4 separate regions of the Sus scrofa genome follow, and regions 1, 3 and 4 are each linked to region 2. The links are chromatin contacts, called in public Hi-C and HiChIP or PLAC-seq maps. All regions are on one chromosome and are shown on one strand. The core of a region is the stretch at or near the end of the contact, and the rest is flanking DNA. Distances in the headings are between cores, read along the strand shown.

Region 1 (3,171 bases), core at 538-3,037, 90 kb after region 2:
ATCCCTGGCCCCGCTCAGTGGGCTGAGGCTCTGGCGCTGCCGGGAGCTGCGCTGTAGGTCGCAGGCGCGGCTCGGATCTGGCGTGGCTGTGGCGAAGGGGTGTGGCTACAGCTCAGATTCGACCCCTGGCCTGGGAACTTCATGTACTGTGTGACCCTAAAAAAAAATTAAAAAAGAAAATCCTCAAACGCAAGATAGGTTTCTCCGTTCAGGACTCGCGGTTTCCACAACCGAGCCTTGAGCCGAGGATGCGGGGCAGCGTCCCCTCCTCCCCACTCTCTCTGGGATCGTGCCCTTGCAACCATCCCTCCTTTTCTCTTCTCCGCTGCCGGGGCTGCTGCTCCTCCGTGCGCTCTCAGGGGCCGGTGGGCAAGCCCGACATCCTCGGCGGGGAGGCCCCACATCGTGTGGGGCCGATGCAGGACCCAGATGAAGGGCGGGTGAGGAGAGAACCTGGCCACCCAAGGCGAGACCGGGTGGGAGCCAGGCACTAGAGCCACAGCCTATGCACGGCAAGCCCGGCCTGCACTCACCTCTGGGGCGGCGGCGGCAGGGGGAGCGCCAGGGGCCACGGCACCCATGGGCATGAACCCAACGTCCTGGATCTTCAGCGTTTTCTGCAGGACAGAGAAAAGCACTCTCAGAAGCAGGCGCCACACTGGATGTGCCTGGTCGCAGCAGGCACAGTCTCGAGGAGCCCCCCACCCCCCGCAAAGGGGCCACGAGGTGGGGCGCCTGGCCAGTACCTTCAGGAGCTCGTTGAGGTCTGAGATCTCCAGGAGCGTAAGGCTGGCAATGTCCTGAACCAGCTGCTGGATTTTGGGGGGATACTCCTTGGGGGCGTTATCCAGGGGGGCCCCAGCAAGAGCCTCCCCCTTTCGATGGCTGCTGCATCTCATCAACCGCACACCGCACAGTCTCGGTCCCTGGTGCCTGAATCCCGTTCAAACAGAGCCATCAGCCTGCACAAGCCAGGCACGCAGGTGCCTCAGGCTCAGATCTAGTTTCCCCGTCCGAACCCAGGGATCTCACACTGCAGGACCCACACAGCTAACAAAAGGGACTTCCAATTACTTTGGACTTTTTCAAAGACCTTAAAAACGCACGTAACTGTTTGCAAAACCGCTCTCTACAACGTTACTTTCGCTTTGGATAAGCTGCACCAATTTGTGGAGACTAGACAAACACTTGAAGGCGCTTTGCCACACAACGCCTTTCAGGACGTGGGGTTCTTGGCGGCCGAACGCCAGCCAGATCCACTCACGGGAGTCCCGCCACGTCACTGCGCTGCCGGGGAAACTGAGGCCCAGAGAGGAGCAGAAACCCGTCCAAGGTCATCCAGGGCCACGCCGGCACGCTCAGCGGCCCACGTGGTTAGGCGGCTGGCAGGAAGGACCCTTGCGCCCTCTACTCCTGCAGGGACCAGCCGCTCGAGGAGGGGGGCAGCCAGCCAGCCGCCCAAGACGCCGCCCCCACCTGCACCTGCAGTGTCCGGCCGAGAGCACCCACACTGCCCGTCCGCCCGGGCCTCGGCAGCCCGCGGTACCTGGCGACGCGGAGCGCAGCGGCCCGAAGCCCGAAACACGGCCCCCACAGGGAGCTTGCAGCCGCCGGCAGCATCGCTCCGCAGGCGGGAAGGTCACACGCGGGTCCCAACAGGAGGGACTCCCTAGCGGCCTCAGCCACCAGGCATTCAAGCTAGAAAGGACGCTCTAGCCGGCTGGACAGCCGAGCTGGGGGTAAGACGCTCTAGCCGGCTGGGTCGTCGGAAACACAAACTCTATCCTTCCGGACCACCGAGCATACGCGCTGCGGGAGGACTCTCTAGCCCCCGGAGCCAAAGGGCACATGCGCTGAGGGGAGACGCTCTAGCCGACCAGACGGCCGAGCATTAGCGCTGAGAGGACACTCTAGCTGGCTGGAGTATACGAGCGGAAGGCCGACCTTTTAACCAGCCGGACGGCTGAGCATACGCTTTGGGGGCGCTCTAGTCGGCGGGACCGTTGAGCCGAAGCGCTGGGGGGGATTCTCTAGCCCCCAAAACCAACAAGCATAAAAGCTGAGAGGACACTCTAGCCCCGAGAAGGAAAGAGCATACGAGCTGAGGGTCGACGCTCTAGCCGGCCGGACCTCCGAGCATACGCGCTGCGAGAGGACTCTCTAGCCCCCAAAACCAACGAGCATAAAAGCTGAGAGGACACTCTAGCCGGCTGGAGCAGACGAGCTGAGGGTCGACACTCTAGCCCCGAGAAGCAAAGAGCATACGAGCTGAGGGTCGACGCTCTAGCCGGCCGGACCTCCGAGCATACGCGCTGCGGGAGGACTCTCTAGCCCCCAAAACCAACGAGCATAAAAGCTGAGAGGACACTCTAGCCGGCTGGAGCAGACGAGCTGAGGGTCGACACTCTAGCCCCGAGAAGGAAAGAGCATACGAGCTGAGGGTCGACGCTCTAGCCGGCCGGACCTCCGAGCGTAGGCGCTGCGGGAGGACTCTCTAGCCCCCAAAACCAACGAGTATAAAAGCTGAGGGGACACTCTAGCCCCGAGATTCAAAGAGCATACGAGCTGAGGGTCGACGCTCTAGCCGGCCGGACCTCCGAGCATACGCGCTGCGGGAGGACTCTCTAGCCCCCAAAACCAACGAGCATAAAAGCTGAGGACACTCTAGCCGGCTGGAGCATGTGCGCTGAGGGTGTACGCTCTAGCCGGCCGGACCGCCAAGCATACGAACTGAGAGGACGCTCTAGTTTGCTGGAGCATACGAGCTGAGGGCCAAGGATCTAGCCCCTAGAAACAAAGAGCATACGAGATGAGGGTCGACACTCTAGCCGGCCGTACGGTCGAGCATATGCACTGGGGGGAAAACTCTCTAGCCCCTAGAACCAACGAGTTGAGAGGACACTCTAGCCAGCTGGAGTATACGAGCGGAAGGCCGATCTTTTAACCGGCCGGACGGCTGAGTGTACGAGTTGGGGGGCGCTCTAGCCGACCGGACCACGAGCATGAGAGCCGGGGCCCGATTCTCTAGCCCCCAGAACCAACGAGCATACGAGCTGAGAGGACACTCTAGCCGGCTGGAGCAGACGAGCTGAGGGTGGACGCTCTAGCCCGTCGGACCGAGCATATGAACTGGAGAACGACTCTCGAAGCCCCCAAAACCAAGGAGCATAC
Region 2 (3,131 bases), core at 460-2,959:
TCCCAGCTTGACCACAGCCTCATACAAAACCCAAAGCCACAACTACCCTGCAGAGGGGCTCCCTGATCCTTGGACACTATGCAAAATAATAAAATTGGTCGTTTCAAGTGGCTAAATTTCATGGCCTGCTTTTACACAGCAACAGACGATGTATGTAAGAGCCTGGTATTTTTTTAAAAAGCACTTGGGGGAGTTCCCGGTGTGGGACCCAGCGAAAACAAATCCGACTAGGAACCATGAGGTTTTGGGTTCGATCCCTGGTCTCACTCAGGGGGATCCGGAGTTGCCCTGACCTGTGGTGTAGGTTGCAGACTAGGCTTGGATCCCGTGTTGCTGTGGCTGTGGTGTAGGCCAGCAGCTGTAGCTCTGATGTGACCCGCAGCCTGGGAACCTCCATATGCCACGGCTGCGGCCCTAAAAAAAGCGAGAGAAAAAAAAAAAAAAAAGAATAAATAGGAGTTCCCCTCGTGGCACAGTGGTTAACGAATCCGACTAGGAACCATGAGGTTGCGAGTTCGGTCCCTGCCCTCGCTCAGCGGGTTAAGGATCCGGCGTTGCCGTGAGCTGTGGTGTAGGTTGCAGACACGGCTGGGATCCTGCGTTGCTGTGGCTCTGGCATAGGCCGGTGGCTACAGCTCCAATTCAACCCCTAGCCTGGGAACCTCCATATGCCGCGGGAGCGGCCCAAAGAAATAGCAAAAAGACAAAAAAAAGACAAAAAAAAAAAAAAAAAAGAATAAATAAAGTAAAAGGCACTTGGGTTACTGGAAAGCAGTTTGGCAGCGAGGCAGGACGCCCGGCTCTGGCGTTGCAGCTTCCAGTAACAGGACGCCTGCGAAGCACATCCCAGGAACCAACCAGCTTGGAATGCTCTGCCTTTGGCCAGCTCAACTTTCTACACAGAAAGCTGACAGTATTCCCCAAACTGGCGCAAGTTGAGACATTTCCAAAAATACTAAGATCAGTATTTCGCAGTTCTATCGCTTCTACCGCCTAACAAGCCGATGCGCCATCCAGGTGAGCGTACGTGACCGCGCCGTGGAGCGGAGGGCTTGGACCCCACGCGGAGAGACGAGCGCTGGGGGCCCTCGGCAGCGCGGGCTCCATCCCGCCGGCCACAAATCACGCGCGCCCCCAGCCCCGGCGCTCCGGGTGGAGACCCCGGGGGACGGTGGCGGCTGAGCCAGGGGCTTCCGGAGTCACGAGCGGCACAGAGCCGCTCCCGATGCTGAGTTTCTCTTCGTGAAGGAGCGCTCCCGGCAGGGCGGCCAAACGCTGACGGGTCTGGAAAGGAAGGAAAGGCAGGGACGGCGCGCTGGTTTCGGGGACGGGGGCTGCCCGACTAGCGCGTCCCCGCGGTGTGACGGCTGCGTGCCCGAGAGACACGCCTGCGCCTCGCGTGCCACGCCCACCGTCCGCGAGCCACTGCCTCGCCCCTTTAGCTTGCGGGTTGACCCGCGGGGACGCCCCGGACCAGGAAACGCAGGTGCCAAAGGGCGCAGAACCCCAACCCTACCGGCCTCCACAGGGCTCCCCGCTCGCTGCCCACGCGGGACGCGCCCACAAGCCGGGATCTCAAGATGGCCGCGGCGCGCTCCCAGCAGCCCCCGCGCACGCATGCGCTCTCCGGAGCCCGCCCGGCGCGAGCGGAAGTCGCGTGATCCCGGAAGTGGCCGGCCGGGCGCGCGCGGGTGGGGCGGCGACGTTCGTCATTCCGTGCGGGAGGGAGCGCGAGAGCGGCGCGGTCGAGGCTCCGGTGAGCGCGGGCGGCGGGGCCGGCTGGTGCGGTGGGCTAGCGGGCGGGGCAGCCGCGGAGGGGGAGGCGGGGGGCCGCGCCTTTGTTCCCGCCGCCCGCCCCGCCCGCCCCGCCCTCCTGCCTGCCCACCCGAAGGGTCTGCGCTGGGCGGGGGCGGCGGTGACAGCGGGCGGCGGCCGGGGCGCCGGGGCAGCCCACGTGCGAATCGGGGACGCCGGAGGAGGGAGGCGGCGGCGAGGGAGCTGGAAGGCGAGAGGTGGGGGCGTAGGGGCCGGGGGCGGGAGCTGGGGATGCACAGAGGTGCAGGCCTCTTTTGTGGTCGCAGCTCGTGCTCAGCGGCTCCCTCCTCGCCGGTGCACGCCAGCCTGCTCCGGCCGGACGCCCACTCGCCTGAGCCGTGTGGCCCCCGCGCCCCACCCCGCGCGCCTGCCGCGCCCTGTCCAGATTGCGGGCCCTGCAGGAAGTGCGCGCCGCGCGATCGCACTTAGAGGATCCTGTCGCCTGCGGCCGCGCTTGAGTGGCGTTAGGGCGTGAGCTTTCTAGAGGAATTCCAGAGGAAGCGACTAGGAGGTCTGGAAATACGGGCCGGGCCCCACCCTGCCTTCGGCGGCCGGGTGGTTCCGGGTCCCCCGCGGCCCTTTGTGAGATCTTGTCCGCGCGCACATCCCGGCTTTGGCTGTCTTTACGGACAACGGCGGCCCTGACCCACCTCCCACACCACCGAGTCGGGTCCGAGCGGGTTTCAGATACTGCTCGGGGATTCCGGGGGGGGTATGCGATGGTCATTCTTAGTGAAAGAAGACCAGTGGCTGCCCTATGCACTGCTCCTCTCTTTGATGGCACTGCTGCGAGCTCTTCTGGGCGAGGATCCCGAAGGGGGCTCCTGAAATTCCCACACGTCTAGAGCAGTTTCCAAATTCTAGGTCTCTGAACCCTCACAGCTGGAGATAAGGTTGGCAGACATTTAGGGTCCCTCGTCCATTTCAGGATTTATCTGTGCGACTCAGGCTAGCCCTGTCATCTGAGCCTTAGGAGAGCCTTGTGTTTGTAGGGTGAGAAAGAACTAACTTGTAGCCTGCACAGACATTTAGGACAGGCCTGAAGGAACAGACCGATCAGCAATAGTCAGTAGGAGGGATCTCTTGAGGTGAGCCCCTGGGCGATTCAGGACAAGCAGCAGGACTTGGTCCTGACCCTGCTAGGTAGGTCTGGGGTGCTGCTGCTTCCTGGAAGCAGGGGAGCTGTCCCTGGTCTTTGCAAGGGGCAGGCTGGGGCCTCTCTAGCCCTGGATACTGTGGACCTGGAATTGGGTCCCCTGAGGTGGGCAGGATGAGGAGGTGAAGGTGGCCCTTCTGGGCCTCGGGAGACTGTTTCC
Region 3 (3,073 bases), core at 472-2,971, 120 kb before region 2:
GGAGCAAAGGCTGGGACCGCCACCTCACCTCTGGATGGACTTGTTCTGTCGGAGGAGTTTTCCCAGAGCCTCAGCTCCTGCAGCGCGAAGGTTATTGCCCTAGAACAGGAAGAGGCCAGCCCGTCATTCCTGGAGTCCTGGGCCGGGCTCCGAACACCCTCATTGGGAAGTGGGTGAGGTCACAGCGAGCTATGGGCGGGAAGCGCGGAATCCTTTCAGATTCTGCTTTCCCTGACCACAGTGGCCCCCTGATGCAGGCTCTTGGTTTGCTGTGGAATGCTCTGGAACTCACATTCCTGCCCTCAGAACACTGGCACACGTGCAGGAGACTGAGAGTCAGTGCGTACAGACACCATCTCTCGCCGCCATCGGGATCCCCGGGCCCCAGGACAACTGCAGCTTCGCTACTCTCCCTGGCCGGGGGGCAGGGCCCTAAGCGCAGATCCACCCACCTTTAGATCCAGAAACCGCACCACGGTGTTGACACACAGTCCCTGCAGCAACATCGTGGCTCCTGTAAGGGACCAGGACAGTCACTCTCCGCTCCTGGTGGCTCCATCAGGGGCAGCTCCCCAGACGGAGGGAAGGGACGAGGGTCCCCGACCAGCCAGGGTTCATGCCAAAAATGAGTCAGTCGCCCCACTCCTGTGTCAGGTTTGACACGCGGCAGGTGCGGAGTCCGGCTGCAGACCCCCCCCCATGCGGACTCTCCTAAGCCAGCTGGCTGGGGGCGCTAAGGTTTTTTCGCTACAGAGAGATGCTCCCCAGTTTCCCGAGTGAATGCTGCTGCTTGCTTTGACTACAGTGAAGGGGAGACTCCCAAAGAAGAGGACAGGCGGGCCACCGAGCACCAAGGCCTGGGGGTGCTGAGCAGCAGGGCAAACAAGCCCAGGGACGCCGACCCCTGCCCGCCCTTCGAAGCTGCAAGGGCTGCTGTGGCCACTGCGGTCCGTCGGTGCCCACCCTCGTCGCTCAGCATGCAGTCACTCAGGACCAGTTCCGTCAGCAGCGCCTCCTTCTGCAGCAGCTTGCCCAGAGCCCTGCAGGTGTCCAGCGTCAAGCTCTGTGTGGCCAGGTCCAGCCGGCCCCGCAGCAGCCCGTGCAGCCGCTGCAGGACGGCCTCCTGGGGCTCGGCCCCGCTCTCCTTGCACAGCCGGCTGTAGGCGCGCTGGAGCTCCTCCATGAGGGAAGGGCTGGCGGGGCTTCCGGCAAAGCTCCCAGACAGGCCTCACCCGGAGGCGGGGAGGCTGGGGAAGTGGGCTGCTGGCTCCTGCTCCCCTGCCCCAGTCCTTGCTGGCTGTAAGCCTCCCCCTGGGGTCTACGGAGAGCCCCCGACAGCGCAGGGGGGCGCACACAGACCCTACGCCCTCAGCAACCGCGGAATGAGGAGCAAACAGTTGCTTCAACTGGCGGGAGGCCCCGAGAGGGCGGGGGCGGGTGATCCTCGGGGTCGCCGAAGCCCAGGATCCGGGAGGAGGATGCTCTCGGGGGCGGGGCGTCTAGCGGAGGGGCCGCTCCCGCCCCCGCCCCAGGCCTCGCGCCTAGGAACCCCGCCCGCTTGCCGCGGGGGCTGGCGGCCGCGGTGCCCCTCAGTATCCAGGAAGAGCGGGGCGCGCCGGGAAGGCCTGGCGGAAACTACGACTCCCAGGACGCTTTGCGGGGGCGGTGCGCTCGCTTAGGACCAATTAGGGCGAGGGAGTGGGCGCGCGCGGCGACCCCATTGGCTGGGGGGCGCAGGGGCGAGGCTTCAGAAGGCGCGCTACGGGTCGATTGGCTGGAGGCGCGGGGGCCGGGCTTCTGAGAACGCACAACTTGGCGGCGGTCATGGAGGAAAGCGGCACGGGCTTCCGGAAAGTGAGCGAGGGACTGCGAGGCGGGGCGGAGCGGGACGGGCTAGGGGGCTCGGGGAAGGCACTGGGAGCGAGCTCGGGGCCCGGCCCCCTGCGTGAGCCACGTGTGGGCCCTAAACCAGTCCCCGTCCTGCCGGCCGGTACCTTCTAGGGTCGGCCCATTCCCAGAATCGGCCACGACCCCCATCCCGCGCGTACTTAGTCCTCCGTGGCCCGAGTGGGTGGGTCGCTAGGCCGGCAGGCTCGGTTCCCAAACCCTTCGGGCTGTGAGTGGTCTCTGGGTTTCGCTTTGTTGCTCTGCGCTAAGGGTAGGAAGCACTGAGCTTTTGATAGCAGCCCTTTGTGTACCTGGGTGAGGACTTCCTTGTCCAGCCAGCCCCTAGTGGGGGAGTTCTCCCTCTTCACCCTGGATGGCCACTTTGCCCAGGCCTAGAAGGAGTTAATGCGTCAAAGGGGAAATCACTGAGGCTGGGCCCTCCCTGCACTGTAATAGCTGCAGAGGGGAGCACTGGCTGGGCCTCCTTCTTGGGATCCTGGGCAGCTCTGGAGTCCTAGCCCTGAGGCCTCGGGCTAGAGCTGGGGTTGCCGTCATTACCCACGAGCAGGCCTGTCCCAGGCGAGGGGCACGGGGCCGGGGTGGGGGGTTGTGGTCCTCCACACAGAGAGACAGAGGCTGACCAAATCCCAGATCTCATGCTGCCCTTTGCAAGCTTGGGGACCCCCCTCTCCCAGCTGGTGCTGGCTCCTTTAGTTGTCAGGGTAAGCCGGTGCAGCAGCTGCTCCCCAGGTGGCAGCCTGGCTCTTTCAGCTCTTCCCTGGAGTCTGGGATCTAGTGGGGCAGCAGGGCCTTCTGGGCTTTCTTGGTGGGACCAGCAGGTGGCGCCAAGCTCGCGCGCTCACTCTGGGAGGGTGCGCGAGGCCGCTGCGACGCTGCCGCAGGTACGGGCTGCTGCAAGCTCTCACCCTCCTGAGCCCTGGCCGGGGCAAGCTCCGCTCCCCGTCACGCGCGCTGCTCTCCCGCTTTGCTCAGCAGCTCTGGGCGAGGCCGTGCCATCTCCCGTGGACAAGGCTGGAGGCCTGGAGGGTCCCAGCACACCTTGCCTGCACAACACCCCGTCTGGGCTCCCCCTGCTGCTGTCCTCTTGGCCCCTCGTTCACAGCCTCTCTCGTCTGGCCTCCACCCTCAGCAACCTTCCCCGGTTCTCATCACCAGCGTCTGCCAT
Region 4 (3,280 bases), core at 185-2,684, 91 kb before region 2:
CCCCCAAACTCGTGAGTGTGACCTATGGAAACAAGGCCTTTGCAGAGGGTGATCAAGACCCTCGAGATGACGTCATCCTGCATGACCCGGGAGGCCCTGAATCCACGGACACACGTCTTCATGAGGGACAGAAAGAGAGAGAGACACAGCACACAGGAGCAAGGAGGCAGCGGATGGGGAGGCAGCCGCAAGCCTCGGGTCACCTGGAGCCCCGGAGCTGGAAGAGGCAGGACCAGATCCCCCCAGACCTCTGGAGAGTGCGGCTCCACCAGCACTGTACCGGGGGCTCCTGGCCTCCCAGGGGTGAGAAAGTAGGCTTGTGTCCCTTTAAGCTGGGGAGGGCGGGCTGGGGGAGGGGAGGGGAGCTGGGGAGAGGGGAGAGTCCACAGTGGCCAGAGCACTCACTTCAGGTCGTACTCGTTGGGGTTGAAGTCCTGCCGCCGGCACGTGTCCTCCAGGACCTAGGGGTGAGATGAGGGCATGAGCCACTGCATCCGATGGGCGTGGGGGTGGTAGGCAAGTGACACTGAGGCACCCAGGGCACAATTCGCCCCTTGGAGAGCTGCTTGGCTCTGCCGGACACAGCCCAGTACAAGCCATGAGAGGGACCGACCACTCAAAGGCACGCACGTCTCACTGCGCACTGTCCTCCTCCGCACTGGACCTGCCTTGTCACCCCAGCTCTTGCGGAGGGCCCTGCACACCGGGTCCCCAACAACCCGTCCCCACAGACCTCTTCCCACACACTCAGGGACTCCCCCTCATAGAGAACCAGCTCGAGTGGGTCCTGCCCGCCCCCCCGGGAGGGAGCCCCCTTCTGCGCCCTGCACGCCCAGAGATGTCACCACCGGCTCGGCCCCCGCCGCACCGTGTGCGCGCACGGTCGCCGACACAGCCGCGCTCAGCAGGCACTTTCAACGTGGTAGGCTCGACGTCGGCCGGCTGCCCGGCGAAGTGCCGCCAGTGACTCAGCACAGCCGGCGGCAGCGCACCGCGCCGGAGAGCGTCCCCGGGGTGGGGACCGGGGCTGGGGGCGCCGCCGCCTCCGCCGAGGGCGGCAGGGGCCGCGACCCCCGCCGGCCCCTCAGTGCCGGGGGCCCGGCGCCCGCCGCGCCAGGAGGCCGCCCATTGGCCACCGCAAGCCCCGCCCCGCCGGCTCCGCCCGGCCCCGCCCCCGCGGCCCTCGAAGCAACCGCAGCAGCGGCCGGCGCCGCGCCCCCGACCCCCTCCCGCCGCCCCCCCTGCCCGCGGCCGCACCTGCAGCAGCACGGTGCTCGGCGTCACCTTCACCGTGTGGCGCCGCCCGTTCGGGGCCAGCACCGACACCGCGGAACCCCCGCCGCCTGCCGGGGCCGCCATCTTCCGCTCACGTGACCCGCCGCCGCCCGCCCAGCGTCAAACAACTTTATCCGCTACAGCGGGACGCACGGCCACGCGGGGGCGGGGGCGGGGCCGGGGCGGGGCCAGCGCGCCTCCGGACCCGCCCCTGCCTGGCCACGCCCCCCGACGCTTCCGCTGGGCCCCCGAGCGCCCGCCCAGCAGTGGTCCCGCGAGGTCACCCCCGCGGGGCCACGTGGCCCGGGTCTGGGCTGACCGTGTGGGCCGCGAGCGCACCGAGGCGAGGGCTCCCTGCCCTAGCCCTGCCCCCTTTGGTCCTGAGCTGTGAGATCAGGCCCCGCACCTCTGCCGAGTGAATGCGTGCCGCCTTGAGAGGTGGTGTGAGGGTCAGGGAGCGGCCGCGGGGAAAGGCCAGCCAGAATCTGCAGACCCAAGAGCAGATGCGGTGAAAGTCTACAACGAGCATTCGGTGCCCTCAGTCTTGCAGCTGCTGAACCGCGTGGCAGAACTTGCCCCCCACCCCGACCAATTCCAGCTGCTCAAGTCAGGGGAGGCCGGAGAAGGGAGGCGTAGGGTGTGGGATGGCATGCTGCCACCCTGGTGGTGTGGGTGCTGCTAGGCCTTTGTGTAGCTGACACTTGCGTCTCACAAAAAGCCTGTCCTAACAGAGGGCCGCATGCATATGCTAGAAAACCGGAAAGCCTCCGGGTAGTCACTGCCCCAGGGCCGACCGCACACAGTCCAACAGGCATGCGCCCTGTGCAGCCTCAGTGCCCTAAGCACACATTGCCTGGTTGCCATCAGCCAGACCCCTCCCCTGAGGCTGGGGAGTATCACAGGACCCAGGATGTCAAGTTCGCTGGCTGGGAGCTGACTTCCCTGACCTGCTCCGTCCCCTCCTTCCTGCTCACAGGGACCTCACATCCACCTGTAGCTGAGCATGTGAGGCTTGGGAACGGACACCCTTGGGGCAAATTTTTTTTTTTTCCCATTTTTGGCCGCCCTTCAGTGTATGGGGCTCCCAGGCCAGGGGTCGGATTGGAGCCACAGGGATGACCTAGGCTGCCACTGCGGCAGTTCTAGATACCTAACCCCCTGTGTGGGGCCAGGGATTGAACCCGCATCCCCGTGGCCCCCAAGATGCCAATCCTGTTCCGCCACAGCAGGAGCTCCACTTGGGCAATTCTGACACTGCCTGGTCAAGCGCTCCAGCCCACCCTTCTGCCCCTCAGGACCCCACATGCAGGTCTGCAGCATCCGGTCCCCTCGCACCCCAAGTTGCCCCCAGCCAGGCCTCTTCGGCACTGCGGGGTTTCCTCTAAGGCTCATGTGTGCTGGGACAGGTTTTTCGTGCCTGCTCTCTTGTTTACCGTCTCCGCCAGGGGCAGTCCCATCTGCCTGGTCCTCCACTGGCGGGCATGCAGAGCAGAGCCTGGCAGGGGCCGGTGCTCCGCAGACACTGCTGGAGGAATGACTGTTGATGGGGGGACAAACAAATGCATGGTCCCCCCACATGCGTCTTCCCCTCCTACCGATGCTGCTCGCCGGGCTGGGGTGGAGCGCCCCAGGCGCAGTGTAGTATATGTGTGGGCGCTGGCAGGAGAGGTAGGGAGCAGAACAGACCCGCTCCCTCAGTGGCCTGGCTGGGCTGGGCCTGGTGAAGACCAGACCCTGTGAAGCCAGCCCCAGAGATGACCTCTGGGTGCTGCTCGGCCTGAGCTTGACAAGCCTCCAGAGACAGGAAAGGCCCAGCAGAGTCTCCCCTGAGATACAGGGTTATTTCAGGCTGGAGGTAAAAATTCCAGTGGCTCCACTCCATAGCAGGAAGGACCCTCAACTGGCCCACAGGCAGGTTGCACATAGATAAGAAATCAGCCATTCCTTTCGTGGCTCATCGGTTAATGAACCCGACTAGGATCCATGAGGATGCGTGTTATATCCC

Evidence for each region. A called contact is a pair of places that touch in the nucleus more often than the background predicts. HiChIP or PLAC-seq counts read pairs in DNA pulled down with a chosen protein or histone mark.
Region 1: an H3K27ac HiChIP or PLAC-seq map of alveolar macrophages shows a contact between it and region 2. The contact joins the promoter of MRPL12 here to the promoter of ARHGDIA in region 2. A contact is called at or near these places in 2 of 5 promoter capture datasets (fetal liver and liver), 9 of 47 Hi-C or Micro-C datasets (blood, embryonic fibroblasts, heart right ventricle and 2 more) and 2 of 2 datasets of contacts at active chromatin or transcription factors (alveolar macrophages and skeletal muscle).
Region 3: a Hi-C map of skeletal muscle shows a contact between it and region 2, with 13 times the contacts expected there. The contact joins the promoter of CENPX here to the promoter of ARHGDIA in region 2. A contact is called at or near these places in 2 of 5 promoter capture datasets (fetal liver and fetal skeletal muscle), 14 of 47 Hi-C or Micro-C datasets (embryonic fibroblasts, epiblast stem cells, fetal liver and 7 more) and 2 of 2 datasets of contacts at active chromatin or transcription factors (alveolar macrophages and skeletal muscle).
Region 4: a contact with region 2 is called in an H3K27ac HiChIP or PLAC-seq map of alveolar macrophages. The contact joins the promoter of ASPSCR1 here to the promoter of ARHGDIA in region 2. A contact is called at or near these places in 1 of 5 promoter capture datasets (liver), 8 of 47 Hi-C or Micro-C datasets (blood, embryonic fibroblasts, liver and 3 more) and 2 of 2 datasets of contacts at active chromatin or transcription factors (alveolar macrophages and skeletal muscle).

Annotation. Positions count from the first base shown.
Region 1 is chr12:1,202,030-1,205,200 of Sscrofa11.1, forward strand. It overlaps MRPL12 (39S ribosomal protein L12, mitochondrial), which reads right to left and starts at 1,788. Exons shown (of 5, transcript XM_021066454.1): 1 at 1,547-1,788; 2 at 747-933; 3 at 534-617. The coding sequence starts at 1,620.
Region 2 is chr12:1,111,686-1,114,816 of Sscrofa11.1, forward strand. It overlaps ARHGDIA (Rho GDP dissociation inhibitor (GDI) alpha), which reads left to right and starts at 1,710. Exons shown (of 6, transcript NM_001201384.1): 1 at 1,710-1,756. LOC110255935 (a long non-coding RNA gene) reads right to left here and starts at 1,619. Exons shown (of 2, transcript XR_002336921.1): 1 at 1,517-1,619; 2 at 1-1,284.
Region 3 is chr12:989,897-992,969 of Sscrofa11.1, forward strand. It overlaps CENPX (centromere protein X), which reads left to right and starts at 1,722. Exons shown (of 4, transcript XM_021066397.1): 1 at 1,722-1,854. The coding sequence starts at 1,825. It overlaps LRRC45 (leucine-rich repeat-containing protein 45), which reads right to left and starts at 1,615. Exons shown (of 17, transcript XM_021066372.1): 1 at 964-1,615; 2 at 453-514; 3 at 29-99. The coding sequence starts at 1,183.
Region 4 is chr12:1,020,498-1,023,777 of Sscrofa11.1, forward strand. ASPSCR1 (tether containing UBX domain for GLUT4) reads right to left here and starts at 1,435. Exons shown (of 16, transcript XM_021066377.1): 1 at 1,258-1,435; 2 at 406-461. The coding sequence starts at 1,359.